4 separate regions of the Mus musculus genome follow, and all the other regions are linked to region 3. A link is a contact called in public promoter capture Hi-C data. All regions are on one chromosome and are shown on one strand. The core of a region is the stretch at or near the end of the contact, and the rest is flanking DNA. Distances in the headings are between cores, read along the strand shown. Region 1 holds the start of D6Wsu163e (DNA segment, Chr 6, Wayne State University 163, expressed). Region 2 holds the start of Kcna6 (potassium voltage-gated channel, shaker-related, subfamily, member 6). Region 3 holds the start of Ltbr (lymphotoxin B receptor). Region 4 holds the start of Kcna5 (potassium voltage-gated channel, shaker-related subfamily, member 5).

Region 1 (4,814 bases), core at 673-3,172, 1.6 Mb before region 3:
TACTCCTAGGGAAGAATAACAAGTAGTTAATACAAGGGAAGGTACAGAGTGGGGGGGGGGCAAGAGGAAATGCTGGAGGAGGGACGGGTTGGGGGTCTGTAAGTGTACAGCTAGCTTACGGAACTCATACAAGTGGCCAAACACAACGGAGACCCAGTGGTAGCTTGAAGATGTTTGATGTTGAAGGTCAGGAGATGTATCAGAAAAAGGATATGGGAACACAAGAAAGATCTCCAAGTAGGAAGCACGGGCACAGAACAGACCACACAGGATGCTGCCCAAGGCACACTGAACACTACTCAGAGAAAAGAAAATGCAGTAAAGACAGTAGGAGTCGAGGTCCCTTAAAGAGCTAGCCATCAGTCTATGTATACACACATATATGTACATATATATGTATGCATTTATATATATATATATATATATATATATATATATATATATATATATGAACTCCCAGGACAGTAGAGATTGTTGTCATTGTTCTTGGTCGTCCATAAAAACTAGATGATAAACTCTGTTGTTAAAGACACTGCACAGCTCAATTGATGATATAAAAAAGCCAAGCTGGAACTCTGCTGGAAGCTTCCTCTTTGCTGGCTATCTTTTATGGTCCTTGAAGATACTAAGGAGGCTGCTATAAGAGAAATTTCATTACTGGTCCAACCCAGCTGTGGACTCTATGAACTCTACTAACCTGCCAGGCAAGACATGCTCATCTGGGCACTAGGGTACCATTATGAGGGTATCCAATTTGCTCTGACTGGATTTGAGGTCAGCTCTATAGGAGCATACCCCTGCCTGGCACTATGATTCCTGTTGGAAACCCATAGCAGGGAAGATGATGGGCCCTGGGGGGGAACATAAATACTGTTGTTCAGTTAAATGGACACTGTCAAACCACCATGTCTATACCCACGACAAGTGCTACTCCCAGACTTAATCAGAGAATTGTCTCTTTCCAGTGAACTATAATGAATGTACAGACTCCAGGTGCCACAAGGTGAGAACATGTGATGGATGGGGACTCGGCCCTAAACAAGGCATTTATACCACCTCTGTGAAGGTTCAAGGAACACTGCAGAATAGGAAGTGGAAAAATAGAGGAACCAGATCATAGAGAGGAAGACAAAATGCCACCTTCTGACAAGACGCTGCCATTACAGCAGTAAACTCACTGCAGTGTCAGAGGTCTGCATAAGATTAGCCTCAGCAGCAGCAGAGGGAAGAGAGAAGACGACTCAGAATGACCCATGTGTCATTAAGGAACTGTTTTCTATGGGCAGATTCAGGAAAAGGGAAGTTATTTTTCAGTTGTGTGCCCACGGGTGCCCCCACCAGGCTCCAATGAGTAGTCGCAATTCAATAGTCTGGTCTAATTAAGATATAGGGTCACAAAAACAAACAAAACCAAACCAAAACAAAAAAAACCCAACGACATGAATCTAGAAAGGGGACTGGTGGAAATGCAGAGATTAGAGGGATGGGCAAGTTAGTAGGGACAGGTGCGACATAAGGTGAGACAGTAATTAGAATACATTGTAACATGAAACAGAACAAAACCAATAAAAACACACGTTTTCATGTTACTCTTTGTTCCTGTGGTCTGTTGCTCTCAGGATACAATTCATCGTAATCCAGTTTACGTCTCCGAATTCTCTGGGTGTGCCTACACCCTGTCAGAGCAACATGCAAAACGACAAGCCTAGTTGACCACAAACACTGAACTGGCAATGGCAAGCTGCACTCCAGCACTTTAGATGGCCCTTAGAAGACTCCTTCTGTTCTTTAAGTCTGTACCAGATACCGTCATTGGGTCCTCCACACTGAAGGGGCTTCTTCGCTGTGGGCTCGAACTCACCTCTCTCATCAGACACCAAAGCACACTTGGAGCTGTCAACGCAGAACTGCCCAAATAAGTCAGCTGACTTCTTGCTTTTTTTTTTTTAACCTCCAATAGATCCACTTTGGCAGATTCGGAACTCATGTTTCTCTTTCCTCAAGCGCCAAGGAAAACGCCTATCCAAGACCCCCTTTGTTCCAGTTATTTTTAAGTTAGTCATTCTAAATATTGGAGGCGTGTCGCTATTTTTATATTGTATTTTAGACTCGGTACCAAATCGCAATTGTGACGAAAGTGCAGTATCAAAACAAAAGCTAAGTCTGAGCAGACAGGATCCAGGATGGCGTGCCCGGGCCACGGTGTGTGTGCGCAGGCGCCCTCTCTTCAGCACGCAGGCGCCGCCTCAGGCAGGCGAGCGGTGATTGGCGGGCTGGCGCAGCGGGGCGTGGAGCGCGACGTCTGGTTTTCGGCGGGAATTGAAACCGCCACAGCTGCTCCCCAGCTCCAGAGCACTGCTGCTCTAGGCAGGGCACCATGGTGCGTCCTATCAGGTGAGTGGTTGGTGACGTCCCGCGGGGCAGAGAGGAAGGACGGGGACGATGGGGGCCACTGTCATGCATGGTTGCGGGAGAGGACGAGATCCGACAGAGGGCAGCGCGATTGGGTGGGTGCTCGTCGCCAGTCTCCGGTGAGAGCCACCCGCTGCTCAGAGGAGCCCGCCTGGCATCTCGCTTGCCGCCCCTCGGCCTCCTTCTGCAGCTGTCGCCCCTGAGTCACCCCACTCCAGAGGGACCTGGTAGGCTAGCATTTGAGTCGCGCTTAACGCGACAGCGAGCGACCGCGTTAAGTGGCTGTCATACGTTGAGCGATACAGAAAAAGCAGGTGTGCCTATTCCCTCAAATCCCTAGGCAGAGAGGCCCATTTAACTTCCAGCTCAAGCCGTGGTGCCCTGTCACATGACCCCCAGTTCCTATCTGCTTTCCTTTAGACTGTTGGAATCTCTCTGTGATCACAACCGGGATGCCAGGCTGGCCATCCATTTAGTAGAATGACTGAATATAGCTGAGACTATGGCCCAGTGGTCCAGTGATTGCCTAGCAGATGAGAGGCCCCCAGCTTCAAACCCCAGTCCTGCAAAACCAAACAACAATAAACTTAGTGAATTCTCCTAGGCCTGTATTGTACTAAGAGCTGGAGGCTACACTCTATTGGAAGAGGGGTGGGGAGAGATAAGGGGGAGTAACAAAATAAACACCACAATGTAACATAGGAGGAAGGAGAAAAGCCTTACTTTAAATCATATGAACGCGTTACCTAGGTAAAATGTAAGGGGCATTCACATGAAATAGGAGCCAAAGCCCAAGGTTCACCATGTTTGAGAAGCAGATTGAAGGTGTGGGATGAACAAGCATGTGGATGGATTGAGGACTGAGTCAGATAGATTACAAAGCAGTTGTAATCTATCTAAATCTATCTAAAGCAGCTTGTAGGTCTTAGGAGTTTGAATTTTATTTGAGACAAATGGGAAATCTGTAGTTTCAGTGGTGGAGGGCCTGAGATATTCTCATTTCACTTTTATAAAGGCCACCGGCTGTTGGTTGGCTCTGAGGGGGACTGGAGTGGCCAGAGCGAAAGCAGGGGGGAGGGGGGAATTGAGATGCTATCAGTTGTGTGTGACTTTGGCACTGTGTGTGTGTGTGTGTGTGTGGTGTGGAGATGGAGCAAGTAAGTTTAGGGTTTTTTTTGTTTTGTTTTAAGATTTATTTATATGAGTACACTGTAGCTGTTCCCAGATACACCAGAAGGGGGCATCAGATGGTTGTGAGCCACCATGTGGTTGCTGGGAATTGAACTCAGGACCTTTAGAAGAGTGGTCAGTGCTCTTAACCACTGAGCCATCTCTCCAGCTCAAGTTTAGGTACTTCTGACAAGTGGTTATAGAGGAGAGAAAACAAAGAATCAAGGTTGACTGTCTCTATGGACTGAGCTACGTCTCTGTATTGACTGAGATGGGCCCCTTTGAGATAATGAGGTTTAGAAGACAGGACTAGATTTCTCTTGCTTCCATGGTGAAATTGGAAGGGGACAGGCATGCAGATATTGAAGACATACTGCTGTTATTTGGGATAGTAGTAGTCACAGTGTTATCCACAGTCCCCTGAATCCTCAGAAGCCCCATGAGATCATGACTGTGGTCTGGTTTTTGTTGTTATTTTGTGTGGTGGGGGGGGGTTGTTTTGTAAATTATTGTGTGAATAAAAGGGGTGAGAATGGTGGTAGACATACATTGTCTTGATTCAGCAGATAACTGTGGGGTCCTTTCTCTTCTTTCCACCTTTCATGGATCCTAGGAGTCACAGGAGGTTGTCAGGGTTGCACAGCGGGTGACTTTGGCCACTGCATCTCACTAGCTCATTACTTGTGTTACAGTAAAGCCAAACCAGTTGTTGTCTTCACTCTTCTGTCATTTACACTGAATGGGGATTGGCACAAACTGAGGCTGTGGTGGTTGTAGTCCTTGCAGTTTCTATTGCCGCATACTCAAATATTTGTTAAAAACAGAAGCCCTTGTGGGCTGGCTCAATAGTTAAAAGAGTGCCTGGTGTTCTTCCAGAAGACTCAAGTTCCATTCCTAACCACGTCAGACAGTTTATAGCTCTTGCAGCTCCTTCCAGCTCCAGGGGGCCCCCAGTTTCCTCCCCTAGCCTTTGCAGATACTGTACTTGTGTGCACATACCCAAGTTTTTAAAGTTCTTTTTAAAAGTAATGGTTTCCTGCGTATCTCACCCTAGTGAGCCTCTAAAATACAATATGTAATTTGTGTTTAATGAATCGATAAGAGTCCATGTCTGTTACAACTCAACCTGAGATATACTTGTCTTTTTAGTAGGCTTTTGGCTTTGTTTACTAATTTTTCAATCCCACAACTTCTTAAGATGCTTTCATATTTTATGTAGCTGTCAAATTCTT
Region 2 (4,241 bases), core at 1,700-4,199, 1.4 Mb before region 3:
GCTTGTCTTGCTGTCCAAGATCCCAACCAATTGAATGGTGCCGCCCACACTACAGGAAAGTCTTCTTTCCTCTGTTAAATTCTGCAAATGCCTCTCACACGCAAGGCCAGAATCCTGTCTCATCATTAACTCTGAGTCCAGTTAAATTATCGATGAAAATGAACCATTACAGGATCTTTTCCCATCAAGCACACTTCTTAAAGTTTTATTTTCTATGTTTGTCCTGGAAGTAGCATCTTCATTCTCTTTATTATACATTGTGTGTGTGTAAACATCTTCTTTGTCTGCTGGTAAGAATTTCTGCCTAGGAGCTAGAGAGATAGCTCAGTGGTTAAGAGCACTGACTGCTCTTCCAAAGGTCCTGAGTTCAAATCCCAGCAACCACATGGTGGCTCACAACCACCCGTAATGAGATCTGACTCCCTCTTCTAGGGTGTCTGAAGATGGCTACAGTGTACTCACATATAATAAATAAATAAATCTTAAAAAAAAAGAATTCCTGCCTAGAATGGAATGTATTCCCTGTTAACTGTTTAGCCCCAACACTATGGTGGCCACCAAGTAGCTGCTCAGTTAATGACGAATTAAAGAAATGACCAACCTTGGTGGTCATCGCAAATGTCTAATTTTAGAGACAATAAACAAATGGTCTGTGCTGAAATGAAATTAGAGCCCAGGAGATGGAGGAGGAAGAATCAAATCACAGTCACCTGTCACTGGAAGGAGCAACAAAGTGTCTGCAGAAGGAGGTGGGGCTTGTGCCTTTCCTCTTCAGGGAGCTGGCACTTCTGAAGGTGTGATTCTTTTAAAATCCATCCTTAATATATACTTAGGAGGAACTATCTAGGCACAGGGAATGAGTCTGTCTCACAAAAGAACTAAAAACAGAAGTCTGATTCATGAATTTGCTAATGGCTTCTACCTCCCAAGGGAACTTCCCAGCGTAAAATGAAACCTTTCTAGGGGCTCAGCCTTCCGTCTGACTTGAAGGTAACCACAAATCTGCCTGTGGAATGGCAGAGAGTGACAGCCAGTTTAACAGGAGTATTCAAATGGGTATCTGCAGTCATGCTAAAGCCCGGTCCATCTTCTAGAAGAATGCAATTTCTTCTCATATTTTGCTTCAATACGGACCTCATCAACATCCCATTTCTGGAAGAGGGGCTATGAAGACAACAGACATGCAAATGAATAAGTCACGATAAACCTCAAAAAACAAACCTCAAAGAATCAGGAGCAAGTCAATTTGCAACCCAGGAAATCCTCGTGGAGCACAGGACAGGGTGAGAGTGTGTCTTCTATACTGTGCTTGTTGTTGCTTTATTTTATTTTTTCCTTTGAGTGGAGTAACTTTTGTGTGATGTCTAAATTGCTTAATTACATAGCCTGCAAATGGGAAAACTATCGACTGGGTAAATGCAGCAGACTTGCTCTCTCACCCTTCACTGAACTGTGCATGCGAGGGGAAGGAATGGAAACCAAGTCAAACATAAGAGAGGCAGAGGTTGAGGCTAGGAGACCTGGGGAGGGACAGGCGGGAGCCCAAGCTTCCATGTGTGATGAAGTCAGCATCATCTCCACTCGATTTCCTCCCTACAGGTCCAAGAACTCTGGTTTCCTCCCCTGCCTCATCCCTCTGGGAGCACCTGCTGTGAAAACTGCTGTGGTTTAAAAACAGTCTGTCTAGATCGTATGGCTAAAAACCCATACATGCATCTCATGGCTTGAGAGAATCTTATGTGCCATTACTGTCCTTATCCTACGGACGCTCTTTCTTATGAAGAAACACTGGCCGTTGCCAGCCAATCAACTGTGGCCACGGCAAGTCAAGAGCAAGCTACCTGGTAGTCTGAAACCAGGTGCACCATCCAGCGACTTCATCCACGTGATCTAGGGAGGAAGCCTTTGGGAGAATGGATGGAAAATCTTTTTGGCATTCTAAGAGAGGCAGAGTAGTTTGTCCCATTCAAATCCTACCAAATGAGACTCTATGGCCTAGAAGGGGAGGCCATCTTTCTGGTAAAGCAACTAAAATGTGTTTATTAGATGCTCATCACACATAGCTACATTGTTTATTGACACTTTGACTACCTCCTTTTTGTTTTTCCTTTCCTCCCTTTTCTTGACACAGATAAGTATAAATTGCAGAATCTTTTTATTTACTTTTTTCTTTTCTTCTTTTTTTCTCCAAAGGAGGCGTGAAGCAAAGATTCTTGGCTGCTATTCCTTGTATATAGTGTTTCTTCAATATCATAGTCTTCTGGTGCTTTTTCATGGAGATGATGGTGGACGTCTTCAGGACTCCATGAGAGCACTGGGCACGGGCAGGCTTTTCCTCCCCTCTTACTATCACTGCGCCTTGAAAGAGAGCTGCAGCCTTGCCTTTCCAGGTTGCAAAAGTGAGAGTCTGATGGGGAATTAACATTGGGACACAGCCTAAATGGAAAGCTCTCAAGACATTTAAAAATACTTCATCTTCCCCCCCCCCCCAGGAGAGGTTGAAAATGGCAAACATGTCTTCATGGATATAAAAAACATGGATTTTTCCCTCTCCTGTCCCCCCCCGACCCCCCCAAGTAAATAGCTGTGGAGGGGTCAGGTGCTGTGTATAGCTTATTGGGCAGGGGTGTGTTGTGGGCCAGCGTATGTGATTTCTTTTTGCTGAAATACACTGAGCAGGTCAGCTCGGTGAACAGAAACGAGAAGAGATGACTATGGAGAGATGGAGTGGGTGTGTTATTAGGATACTGCGGCTTGGTTGGGGTGGGGGTGGGGGCGTGCGTGTGAATGTGAGAAAGCAAGAGGCATGCCAGGAGAGCGCGGGAAAGATTACTGGGGAGGCAAGTATACACATCTCTCCCCAGCATCCAGGCTTGCTGCAGCCCCTGACTGGGTAAGGGGTGTGATGTGAGAGTGGGGTGGGCAGCAGGCGGGGCCTGCCACGTCACTTGGAGAGTGTGTTAAGGAGGAAGGGCAGAGCTGAGAGCTGAGCCTGCTGCTGCTGTTGCTGCTGCTGCTGCTGCTGCTGCTGCTGTTGCTGCTGCTGGGGCTGCTGCGGGTGCAGGCAAGGCTTGAAGCGGTGGGGAGGTGGGTCTCCGCGCTTCGGCGCCCGGGAAGGCCCAGGGCGATTCCGAGGCCTCTAGAACAGCTAGCTCCTGGGGAAGAAGGTGGCGGCTGCAATCGCGACCTTGGCCAGACCTAGTTCGGTGGTGGACGTAGGGCGGAGGCGGAGGCCGAGCCCGGGCAGGAGTCTTTGGTGAGCCAGAGGGAGGCGCATCTGGCGCTTAGGTACCAGCGGCAACCCAGAGTCGTGTGCAGCTGGAGAAGCGCAGTAGGACCTGGTGAGAGCCAGCAGGTCTGGAGGGCGGACCTGTGGGTCCTGAGCCCAGTTTTAGGCACCATCGAGAGCTAAGCCACGCGTCTTTTCGGGCAGCCAGTTTCACGCGCGCGACAGTTTGCGGGTTCCAGGCATCTCAGAAATCCTGAGCACGGAGGCGCGGCTATTGAGAGCCAGAGCCACTTCCCAGACCTAGCCTGGCAGAGGGACCAGCTGCAGGGCTCACCGACCTAACCGCCAGGTCAGAGCACGGGCCCCACCCTAAAGGAGGGCACAGCCGAAGCTGTGAAGCGGGTGCCGCTCTCTGGAGCTCGTGTCGTGGGCGCCGTCCTAGTGGCGGGGAGCGCACCGCCGAGGTGACATGAGATCGGAGAAATCCCTGACGCTGGCGGCGCCGGGGGAGGTCCGTGGGCCGGAGGGGGAGCAACAGGATGCGGGTGAGTTCCAGGAGGCCGAGGGCGGCGGCGGCTGCTGTAGTAGTGAGAGGTTGGTGATCAACATCTCCGGGCTGCGCTTCGAGACGCAGCTGCGCACCCTGTCGCTGTTCCCTGACACGCTGCTAGGAGACCCTGGCCGCAGAGTCCGTTTCTTTGACCCCTTGAGGAACGAGTACTTCTTTGACCGCAACCGACCCAGCTTCGACGCTATCCTTTATTACTATCAATCTGGAGGTCGCCTGCGCAGGCCTGTTAATGTGCCCCTGGACATTTTTATGGAAGAGATCCGCTTCTATCAGTTGGGAGAGGAAGCCCTGGCGGCCTTCCGGGAGGATGAGGGTTGCCTGCCCGAAGGTGGCGAGGATGAGAAACCACTCCCCTCCCAGCCTTTCCAGCGACAGGTCTGGCTTCTCTTTGAGTACCCGGAGAGTTCCGGGCCCGCCCGAGGCATCGCCATCGTCTCAGTA
Region 3 (4,714 bases), core at 1,009-3,508:
CACTGCATAAATAGACAAATAAACAGGTGAAAAAAGTCAATGAGACCCCACTAATCTACATGTGAAAACTCACAAACTTTAAAATCCACACTAAAGGTAGCCAACACCTTTAATAGCAGAGCTTGGGAGGCAGAGGAAGGCAGATCTCTGAGTTCAAGCCCAGCCCAGACTACAGAGGGAGTTCCAGGTTAGCCAGAGCTACACAGAGAAACCTTGTCTTGGGGGGAGAATGATGTGAAAAAAAAAGACAGGTCACAAGTGAAAGCTAAGTAAGACAACATGGAGGCTCCTAATTCTCTCTCTCTCTCTCTCTCTCTCTCTCTCTTTCTCTCTCTCTGAATAGTACATGTGAATTTTCCCTAATAAAACATTAAAAAAAAAAAAAAGAAATAGTGAAATGTATCTAGGGCCGCTCCCCACCCACCCGTTCCTTTATGCTGTTAAGAGATCCAAGTGAGTCAAGCCCCTGCCCCAACTCCCTGAGCCCAGAAGGAAGAGAAATCAGAGGTCTGCTATTCAGTATCTCTACCACTGCCAGGGAACCTGGGACAATTGAGACAGACAGGTACCAGCAGAGTGGAGCTGCTGGGCCAGCACCCAGGGAGGGGACAGCACAGAGTGACTATCAAGAGCCCAGGCAGCAGTTAAGAGCATCAACTGCTCTTCTGAAGGTCCTGAGTTCAATTCCCAGCAACCACGTGGTGGCTCATAACCACCACTAAGGAGATCTGACTCCCTCTTCTGGAGTGTCTGATGATAGCTACAGTGTACTTACATATAATAATAAATAAATCTTTTTTTTAAAAAAAGTATACACTTAAAAAAAAAAAGCCCAGGCAAGTTCCCCCCCACCCCGCCCCGCTCTGTTCCCCCCTCTCCCCAGGTCTTCTCTAAAACTCAATCCCTTGCCAGCATTTCGAGGCTCCACCGAAAGCCTGTCTGGATATCTGATCCACCATGGAAAAGGTCAGTTCTCAGGTGAGCTATTGCAAGAGAAGGCTTTCCCTCATTCCAAATGAGAGTCCAACCCCACCCCCCACCCCCGAGTCACAAGGGAGGCAGGACAGATGTTGCCATGGGCTGGGATCTGAAAATCAGATCTGGACTGCAGTTAAGTTCTTCCAGAGTGGCTAAGCGGTGTGGACAGCCTTCATTTACACAACGAATATGTACCTGGCCAGTGGCATAAGCCAGATCATGCTAGACTCCGTGAGCCTAGACTAAATAGCCAAACCAGGCCACGGGCCAGCCAATAGCCTAGTAAGGAGCACAGGGCAGACATTAGGGTTCCTTGGGGGCTCCATGGCTGTTTTCTTAATAGAAATTTAGAGGGGTGTGTGTGTGAAGGGGGCTGGGGGGGGGGGTTGGGAATCAGTAGACGTGGGAAAAAGGGGTGTCACATACTTCCAGCAGCTCTGGGCTATTAATGGCAGGAAGAAAAGGCCCACCAGGCTTAACGATCTTGGAACCCTGTGCACCGCTGCCTGGCACCCTGGGCAGGTCTTCTCTAGAAAGTAAGGTACCTACACTGGCTGGGCTCTCAGGTCCCTCGGTTTAAGAGAGTTATAGGCTTATGTGCACACACGCTGGAACTAGGCTACCCAGCCCCAGCCCAGAAGCCCCCACTCACCAGGACCTGGGTTTACACACGCCCACCCTTCCGTGAGAGAGGTCCCAGAGGAGAGGACAGATTCAGGGCCAGCTGAACTCTCTCCAGTGTCTTGTGGTGTGCGCCCTGGTGTGTGGCGTGGGTGGGCTTGTTACTGTGGAAGCTTCTTTTTAAAAAGTCACAGAGTGGAGCAGGCCCTCAGTCTCTGCCAAGTGGGATGCCTGGCCAGACGCTGGCTGCATCTGCTAACCACCTCTGGGTATCCTGGCTGGGTGCACTGTCAATCCCTGGCGCCTCCTCTTTGCAAATCTGACACCCAGCTGTCCACAGCTCTCTGCCTCAACGTCCACGGCAGGTCAACCAAGTCAGCTCTGCCTCGGGCTCTCGGAGGTGGGCCTGACTGATGGCTAGCCACTGTCTCTGCTGCCCCCCTTTCGGCCAGCAAGCGATCCTAATCCGCAATCCCCTCTGAGAGCCAGGCTTCCGAAGAAAGGTGGAGGCCGGGTTCCGGGCCTGCAGCTCTCACGTGCTTTCCCGGCCACCCCCTCCCGCCCTGCGTCGAGGCGGCCAAGCCTGTTCCTCTTCCCCCCCCCCGTCGCGATTGCGACAGGCCGGCCTCTGCTCCCAGGGCTCCCTGCCCCCGCCCCCGGCCGGCTCGCTCCACTCCCACTTCCTGAGCCCGGCGCTGGAGCCCTGGAGGCCAGGCCCGGCCGCTCCCGGCCCCCGGGGGCACGTCGGCCCAGCCGCCAGGCTTGGGAAGTCGTGGCCAACGCTGCTCAGGACGTCCGGGCTTCCCACCTTCCTCCTAGGACTCCACCCGGTCTGGTCAGCCGAGCCGAAAGGCCGCCATGCGCCTGCCCCGGGCCTCCTCTCCCTGCGGCCTGGCCTGGGGGCCACTCCTGCTGGGACTCAGCGGGCTTCTGGTGGCCTCTCAGCCCCAGCTGGTGAGGGAGGGGCTAGGTGGGATGGACCAGGTTTCTCTCTAGCCCTTCTGCCCTCCAGAGCTGACCCTGCCTCATTCTTCTCTTTCTCCGCCTCCTCTGGAAGGTGCCCCCTTATCGCATAGAAAACCAGACTTGCTGGGACCAGGACAAGGAATACTACGAGCCCATGCACGACGTCTGCTGCTCCCGCTGTCCCCCAGGTGAGAACAGTGGCTCCAAGTGGCTTGGGTGGTAGAGGTGAGCCAGAATGAGCCAGCACTGCTAAAACTAGCCAGGAAGGAGAGTCTACGAAGCATTAGCATTGTCCCACGGACACTGAGATTTGAAGAGGTAGCGGCATGTAGCCATGAAGACAGGATGGGGACAAAGAGACCAAGGAGAGGCTCCGAGGCATGCAGCAAGCAGAGGCAGCGGACGCAGAGATGGACTTCTTGTCTCCTGATAACCCTCTTTCCCCATTCGCCTCATAGGCGAGTTTGTCTTTGCGGTATGCAGCCGCAGCCAAGACACGGTTTGCAAGACTTGCCCCCATAATTCCTATAATGAACACTGGAACCATCTCTCCACCTGCCAGCTGTGCCGCCCCTGTGACATTGGTAAGTGGGGACTCATCTGGATCTGCATGATGGGTACGACTGGGAGGGCCAGCTCCTCTCTGACTCTTCCCTCTCCCTGACAGTGCTGGGCTTTGAGGAGGTTGCCCCTTGCACCAGCGATCGGAAAGCCGAGTGCCGCTGTCAGCCGGGGATGTCCTGTGTGTATCTGGACAATGAGTGTGTGCACTGTGAGGAGGAGCGGCTTGTACTCTGCCAGCCTGGCACAGAAGCCGAGGTCACAGGTCAGAGGTCACTGAGGGCAGCCAGTAAAGGGAGGCTGGGCATCAAGGGCAAGGAACGTGATACTGTGCGCATGGTGCTTCTCCCCACTGGTACTGTGAGTGTGGTACCTCTGCCCACTGGGAGAACCATAAAGAATCTATCAGTCCTTGAAAAAGGCTCACAGGAGGGGGTCTGCCAAGACATGAACTGGTATGAGGAGCTTAGAAGGTAGCTCCCTCCTGTCAGCCCTGGGGAAGCTTGGGCAAAACGGCAGGCTGCAAAGCCAAGCTTGGGAAAGGTAGCAACTACAGAGCAGAATGGTTGGCAAAGAGGGGACGTAAAGGAAGGCCACCGAGTCCTCACACTTACCCACTCACCCCCACTGGCCTGCCTTTCTTTTGCCAGATGAAATTATGGATACTGACGTCAACTGTGTCCCCTGTAAGCCGGGACACTTCCAGAACACTTCCTCCCCTCGAGCCCGCTGTCAACCCCATACCAGGTGAGAGGGCCCTTCCCCCACTCACCTCCAGGAAACCCAAGGGTTGTCATCTCCTCCATCCTTGACTTCCGGCCATCCCGACCATGTGTTCCTGGAGCCAGTCACCAAGGGGAGCAGGGAGAAGCTCACAGTCTTGTTTCTCCACAGATGTGAGATCCAGGGCCTGGTGGAGGCAGCTCCAGGTACCTCCTACTCGGATACCATCTGTAAAAATCCCCCAGAGCCAGGTAAGACACCGGGCTGAGGAACACAAGGCAGGGTCGGTCTGGGAAGATGCCTCAGCCCCCCTCATCCACAGAAACAGGGAACAGTGCATCTTTCTTCCCAGGGTTAGACAAAGTCAGAAACATTTCTTCTGAAGAAATCAGAAGGAGGTAGCGTGTAGTTCCATGGTTAGAACGCTTGCTTGGGATACATAAGACCCTGAGTTTGGACCAAAAGAAAAAAAACGAAAACTTGGAAAGGCAGGTGTGGTGGTGCACCCTTGTAATCCCCAGCGCTTGAAAGGCTGCGGCAGAAGAATCAAGAGTTTGAGGCTAGCCTTGGCTACAGAGTGAGCCTGTCTCCATAGAGGGCCTGGAGATTAGAACATCCCTAGACTCTTTTCTTACACTTTCAAAATTATACATATTATGCCAGGAAACATTCCTGTGCTGTGACGTAATTCTAACCGGCTTCATCACTATGCTTGGATGCGATTCCGTCATAGCCTTCCTTCACTAATTGAATACCTCGTTGTTCACTTACACACATCTGTTGGAGACATGCTCCCCCACTGGGCTCTTTCTAGGTTTTCTTGTTTCTTGGTTTCTGTCTTCGAGGAAACCCACTAGTTTCCCAG
Region 4 (4,458 bases), core at 358-2,857, 1.2 Mb before region 3:
CTTCTTGTACAAATCCACTAATGAAGTCACATCCTCTGCATTTCCAGAGGCAACGCAAGTTTGTGTGGCCTTTGCTGTTTCAACAAACTTTGCCTCAAGTTTCCAAAGCACCTGTATTTGTAGACTCATTCACAGACAATAGGTGGTGACATCCCTGGAGTAGAATCTCAAACAATATGCAGGAAAAGAAAATAGACAATATAATCAGACACTCTGAATTACAGCAACTTTCCAGCAATGTAAAAACAAAAAACATCTGGAGGAAGCTGTATCTAGAATTGGCTGACAGACCTTGAAAAATCCTCCCCTTGGCTTTTGGAGACCACAACAGCCTCAGAGACTAAAGACAAGGGCAGAGTGTAGAGAGGGACCCTGGCATCCCAGCCTAGAACCCAATCTTTATCTTACTCATTCTTCTGCCTCCTGCAATGGAAGAAGGGCCTCAGGCCAGATGTGGGGAGGGGAGAAAGAAGCGAGCTCCCTAAACCCAGCAACTTGGGTTTGAATTGCAGCGTTGATACTTTCTAGTTCTGTGGCCTCCATATACAATGTAGTCAAGTTCTGTGGCCTCCATATACAATGTAGTCAATCTATCTGTGCCTGAGTTTCTTTGTATGTTGAAGGTAGTCCTAGTACTTACAAAGTAAGCTGATGCAAAAACACACAAGTCCAGAATGATCTGGACATACTAGCAATAAATAAGTCCCTCTGCCTCCTCTTTACACAGGTTTCTATGCAGTCGCTAGCTTAGAGCTTTCCCGTGCACAATTATTCTCCACCAGGATTTATTCTCTTTTCTCACTGTGCATTTTACAAAAAGAGGATTAGGTGAGGAGGCTGGAGGGATGGCGAAGAATGCAGAGGCAGGAGACCAGACAGCTTCTCTCTCAGTTGAGACTCCTCCTGGCTCCATACTAGCAGATCAAATCACCAATGTCTGGATGATGAAAAGCAGGCTTAAGGGGGTGCTGTGAGGTCTCAGTCTCATACCTTCCAATGGATCTGTAGATAGACTGGAAGAGTTCCAGAGTACACACACACACACACACACACACACACACACACACACACACACACAGCTCGCTGCTCCCCTGCAGTGTCATTTTTCCCAAAGAGAGAGGCTGTTAATCTATAAAGCATTGGTTTTGCAACCTGTGGTTCACAATCCTTTTGGCAAACCTCTATTTCCAATAATATTTACATTACACTTCAGTAACAAATTCCATTTATGTTATGATAACAATAGTAAAATCACAGTTATGAAGTAGCAACAAAAATAAATTTACCGTTGTGGGGTTCACCACAACATGAGGAACAGTGTTAAAGGTTGCAGCAGCATTAGCAAGGTTGAGAAGCACTGCTCTAAAAGAAAAACACCCAGAGCACTCTCTTCTCCACTCACTGGAACTCAGCTACAAGCCTTCCCCTTGCATCTAAAGCAGTTCCCACCCCCTGGAGTCCCCTTTCCGCTTTCTGTGCATTCCCAGGTGATCTGAGATCCTGAAGCTATTCTCATCCTGTTGCCCTGGGAGTTTTCAGCGCTCCTGGTACAACCTGTTCCTCGCTCCTCAGGCTCTTTTCCTCCTCCCCTTCCTGTCCTTGCTGCTGGGGCCCCAGCTGAACCCTCCAGAGAGACACTCTCTGACTCCGTCCCCAGAGGAGAAACAGGAGGGGGAGGAGGAGAGGAGGGAGCCACAGAGGGCGGAGGCCGGGGAGCTCAGCCAGAGAGGGGCTGCTGGAGGTTGCATCTGCTGGAAGGAGGTTTTTCTGCTGCCTGGTAACCAGCTGCCAGAACACTGAGAGGGAGAGAGAGAGGCAGGGAGCAGGGGCAGCAGCTTCTTGACGTCAGGACCAGCCAAGGGGATCCAGCCAGCTACCCCAGCCAGCCTAGAGCCAGCGGGGGCCCTCGGCTGAAGAGGAAACCGCGAGGCGCGGAGCGTGAGTTGGGGTGTGGGAACCGGTTGTCTGGGGGCGCAGCATGCCCCTTGCCCCCGGGCCATGGAGATCTCCCTGGTGCCCATGGAGAACGGCAGTGCCATGACCCTCAGAGGAGGAGGGGAGGCAGGGGCAAGCTGTGTGCAGAGCCCCAGGGGAGAGTGTGGGTGCCCTCCGACGGCTGGACTCAATAATCAGTCCAAAGAAACATCACCGAGGAGGCGCGCCACACACGAGGATGCGGGCCAGGGTGGGAGGCCTTTGCCCCCTATGCCTCAGGAGCTGCCACAGCCTAGAAGGCCATCTGCTGAGGATGAGGAGGGAGAAGGCGACCCTGGCCTGGGCACAGTGGAGGAGGACCAGGCTCCTCAGGACTCAGGATCACTCCATCACCAGCGGGTCCTCATAAACATCTCGGGTTTGCGCTTTGAGACGCAGCTGGGCACCCTGGCGCAGTTTCCCAACACCCTCCTGGGGGACCCAGTCAAACGCCTGCGCTACTTCGATCCCTTGAGAAATGAGTACTTCTTCGACCGCAACCGGCCTAGCTTCGATGGCATTTTGTACTACTACCAGTCTGGGGGCCGCCTGCGCAGGCCGGTCAATGTCTCCCTGGATGTGTTTGCAGATGAGATCCGCTTTTACCAGCTGGGGGACGAGGCCATGGAGCGCTTCCGGGAGGATGAAGGCTTCATCAAGGAAGAGGAGAAGCCCCTGCCCCGCAATGAGTTCCAGCGCCAGGTGTGGCTTATCTTCGAATACCCAGAAAGCTCTGGGTCAGCAAGAGCCATTGCCATCGTGTCGGTCTTGGTCATTCTCATCTCTATCATCACCTTCTGCTTGGAGACTCTGCCTGAGTTCAGGGATGAACGGGAGCTGTTACGCCACCCCCCAGTGCCGCCGCAGCCCCCAGCCCCTGCCCCAGGGGCAAATGGCAGTGGCTCTGGTGTCCTTTCCTCTGGCCCCACAGTGGCTCCGCTCCTGCCTAGGACACTGGCTGACCCATTCTTCATCGTGGAGACCACATGTGTGATCTGGTTCACTTTTGAGCTGCTTGTGCGTTTCTTTGCTTGCCCCAGCAAGGCAGAATTCTCTCGGAATATTATGAACATCATTGATATTGTGGCCATCTTCCCCTACTTTATCACCCTGGGCACCGAGCTGGCAGAGCAACAACCAGGGGGTGGTGGTCAGAATGGGCAGCAGGCCATGTCCCTAGCCATCCTCAGGGTGATCCGCCTGGTCCGGGTGTTCCGAATCTTCAAGCTCTCCCGCCACTCCAAGGGACTGCAGATCCTGGGTAAGACCTTACAGGCGTCCATGCGGGAGCTCGGGCTGCTCATCTTCTTCCTCTTCATCGGAGTCATCCTCTTCTCCAGCGCTGTCTACTTCGCAGAGGCAGACAATCAGGGGTCGCACTTCTCCAGTATCCCGGATGCATTCTGGTGGGCAGTAGTCACTATGACCACTGTAGGCTACGGGGACATGAGGCCCATCACTGTAGGGGGCAAGATTGTGGGCTCACTGTGCGCCATAGCTGGGGTCCTCACCATTGCTCTGCCTGTGCCCGTCATCGTCTCCAATTTTAATTACTTCTATCATCGGGAGACAGACCACGAGGAGCAGGCTGCCCTGAAGGAAGAGCAAGGCATCCAGAGGCGGGAGTCTGGGCTGGACACAGGAGGTCAACGGAAGGTCAGCTGCAGCAAGGCCTCCTTCTGCAAGACTGGGGGACCCCTGGAGAGTACTGACAGTATCAGAAGGGGTAGCTGTCCTCTAGAAAAGTGTCACCTAAAGGCCAAGAGCAACGTGGACCTGCGAAGGTCTCTGTATGCCCTCTGTCTGGACACTAGCCGGGAAACAGATTTGTAAAGAGAGATCAAGGCAGACTTGCAACAGCAGAGCTGGGAACCGGTTCCTCTTGAGCTTGCTTATCTGCTTTACACCATAGAGTATTTAAGCCCACCTGGTCACCCATCAAAGTCCGGATCCTGTCTTTCCCCGTTTACCCTTCCCACCCTCCTGCCCTCTAACTTCCCCATCCCCCCCCCTTTCCATAACACCAAGGGTCACCTATTTTTAAAAAGTATCGCATTCCATGACGCAGGAGCCGTTGAAGTGGTGAGCATTCACTGTAAGATGGATGTATTCATAGCCAGTTTTCTATACCCAGCAGAGGGATAACTCAAACAAAATTGACTTTAAATAGCTCAGATCCCAAGAGAGTCCATAGCCCTCTCTATTCCTGTGTTCCAAATTTACTTTACACGTGATTATATTTGTATATGGCAAATATTATTCTTATGGCTGACGAGTGCATTTTGTACAGCAGTGCACATGAAGAATATTTGGGTGTGTTCTTAAGATGTACTTTGAATTATGAAGTCTTGGGGGGGGTCATCATTTCCTGGGACAACCCAGGGGCAGAGACACTAAAGAAGTTGTTCAAGTTTGTGTTCCCAAGCCTCCCATTATTCTGGGATGTACTATTGGTGCTTTGTGTCTAAGGTAGAGAATGTTCTA

What was found. Promoter capture Hi-C pulls out the DNA fragments that hold promoters and counts their contacts.
Region 1: a promoter capture Hi-C map of embryonic stem cells shows a contact between it and region 3, with 3 times the contacts expected there. The contact joins the promoter of D6Wsu163e here to the promoter of Ltbr in region 3. A contact is called at or near these places in 2 of 39 promoter capture datasets (the 3T3-L1 cell line and embryonic stem cells) and 1 of 115 datasets of contacts at active chromatin or transcription factors (astrocytes).
Region 2: a contact with region 3 is called in a promoter capture Hi-C map of cranial neural crest. The contact joins the promoter of Kcna6 here to the promoter of Ltbr in region 3. A contact is called at or near these places in 1 of 39 promoter capture datasets (cranial neural crest) and 1 of 9 other capture datasets (embryonic stem cells).
Region 4: a promoter capture Hi-C map of embryonic stem cells shows a contact between it and region 3, with 4 times the contacts expected there. The contact joins the promoter of Kcna5 here to the promoter of Ltbr in region 3. A contact is called at or near these places in 3 of 39 promoter capture datasets (embryonic stem cells and hippocampal neurons).

Annotation. Positions count from the first base shown.
Region 1 is chr6:126,937,074-126,941,887 of GRCm38.p6, reverse strand. It overlaps D6Wsu163e (DNA segment, Chr 6, Wayne State University 163, expressed), which reads right to left and starts at 1,922. Exons shown (of 14, transcript NM_138594.3): 1 at 1,862-1,922. Rad51ap1 (RAD51 associated protein 1) reads left to right here and starts at 2,301. Exons shown (of 9, transcript NM_009013.4): 1 at 2,301-2,394. The coding sequence starts at 2,378.
Region 2 is chr6:126,739,382-126,743,622 of GRCm38.p6, reverse strand. Kcna6 (potassium voltage-gated channel, shaker-related, subfamily, member 6) reads left to right here and starts at 2,949. Exons shown (of 2, transcript NM_013568.6): 1 at 2,949-4,241. The coding sequence starts at 3,699. The region is part of intron 2 of Gm33581 (a long non-coding RNA gene); the gene reads right to left.
Region 3 is chr6:125,311,429-125,316,142 of GRCm38.p6, reverse strand. It overlaps Ltbr (lymphotoxin B receptor), which reads left to right and starts at 2,258. Exons shown (of 10, transcript NM_010736.4): 1 at 2,258-2,553; 2 at 2,657-2,753; 3 at 3,024-3,149; 4 at 3,233-3,391; 5 at 3,777-3,873; 6 at 4,021-4,100. The coding sequence starts at 2,458. It also overlaps a transcript of Scnn1a not described here.
Region 4 is chr6:126,532,704-126,537,161 of GRCm38.p6, reverse strand. Kcna5 (potassium voltage-gated channel, shaker-related subfamily, member 5) reads left to right here and starts at 1,607. Exons shown (of 1, transcript NM_145983.2): 1 at 1,607-4,458. The coding sequence starts at 1,999. The coding sequence ends at 3,807.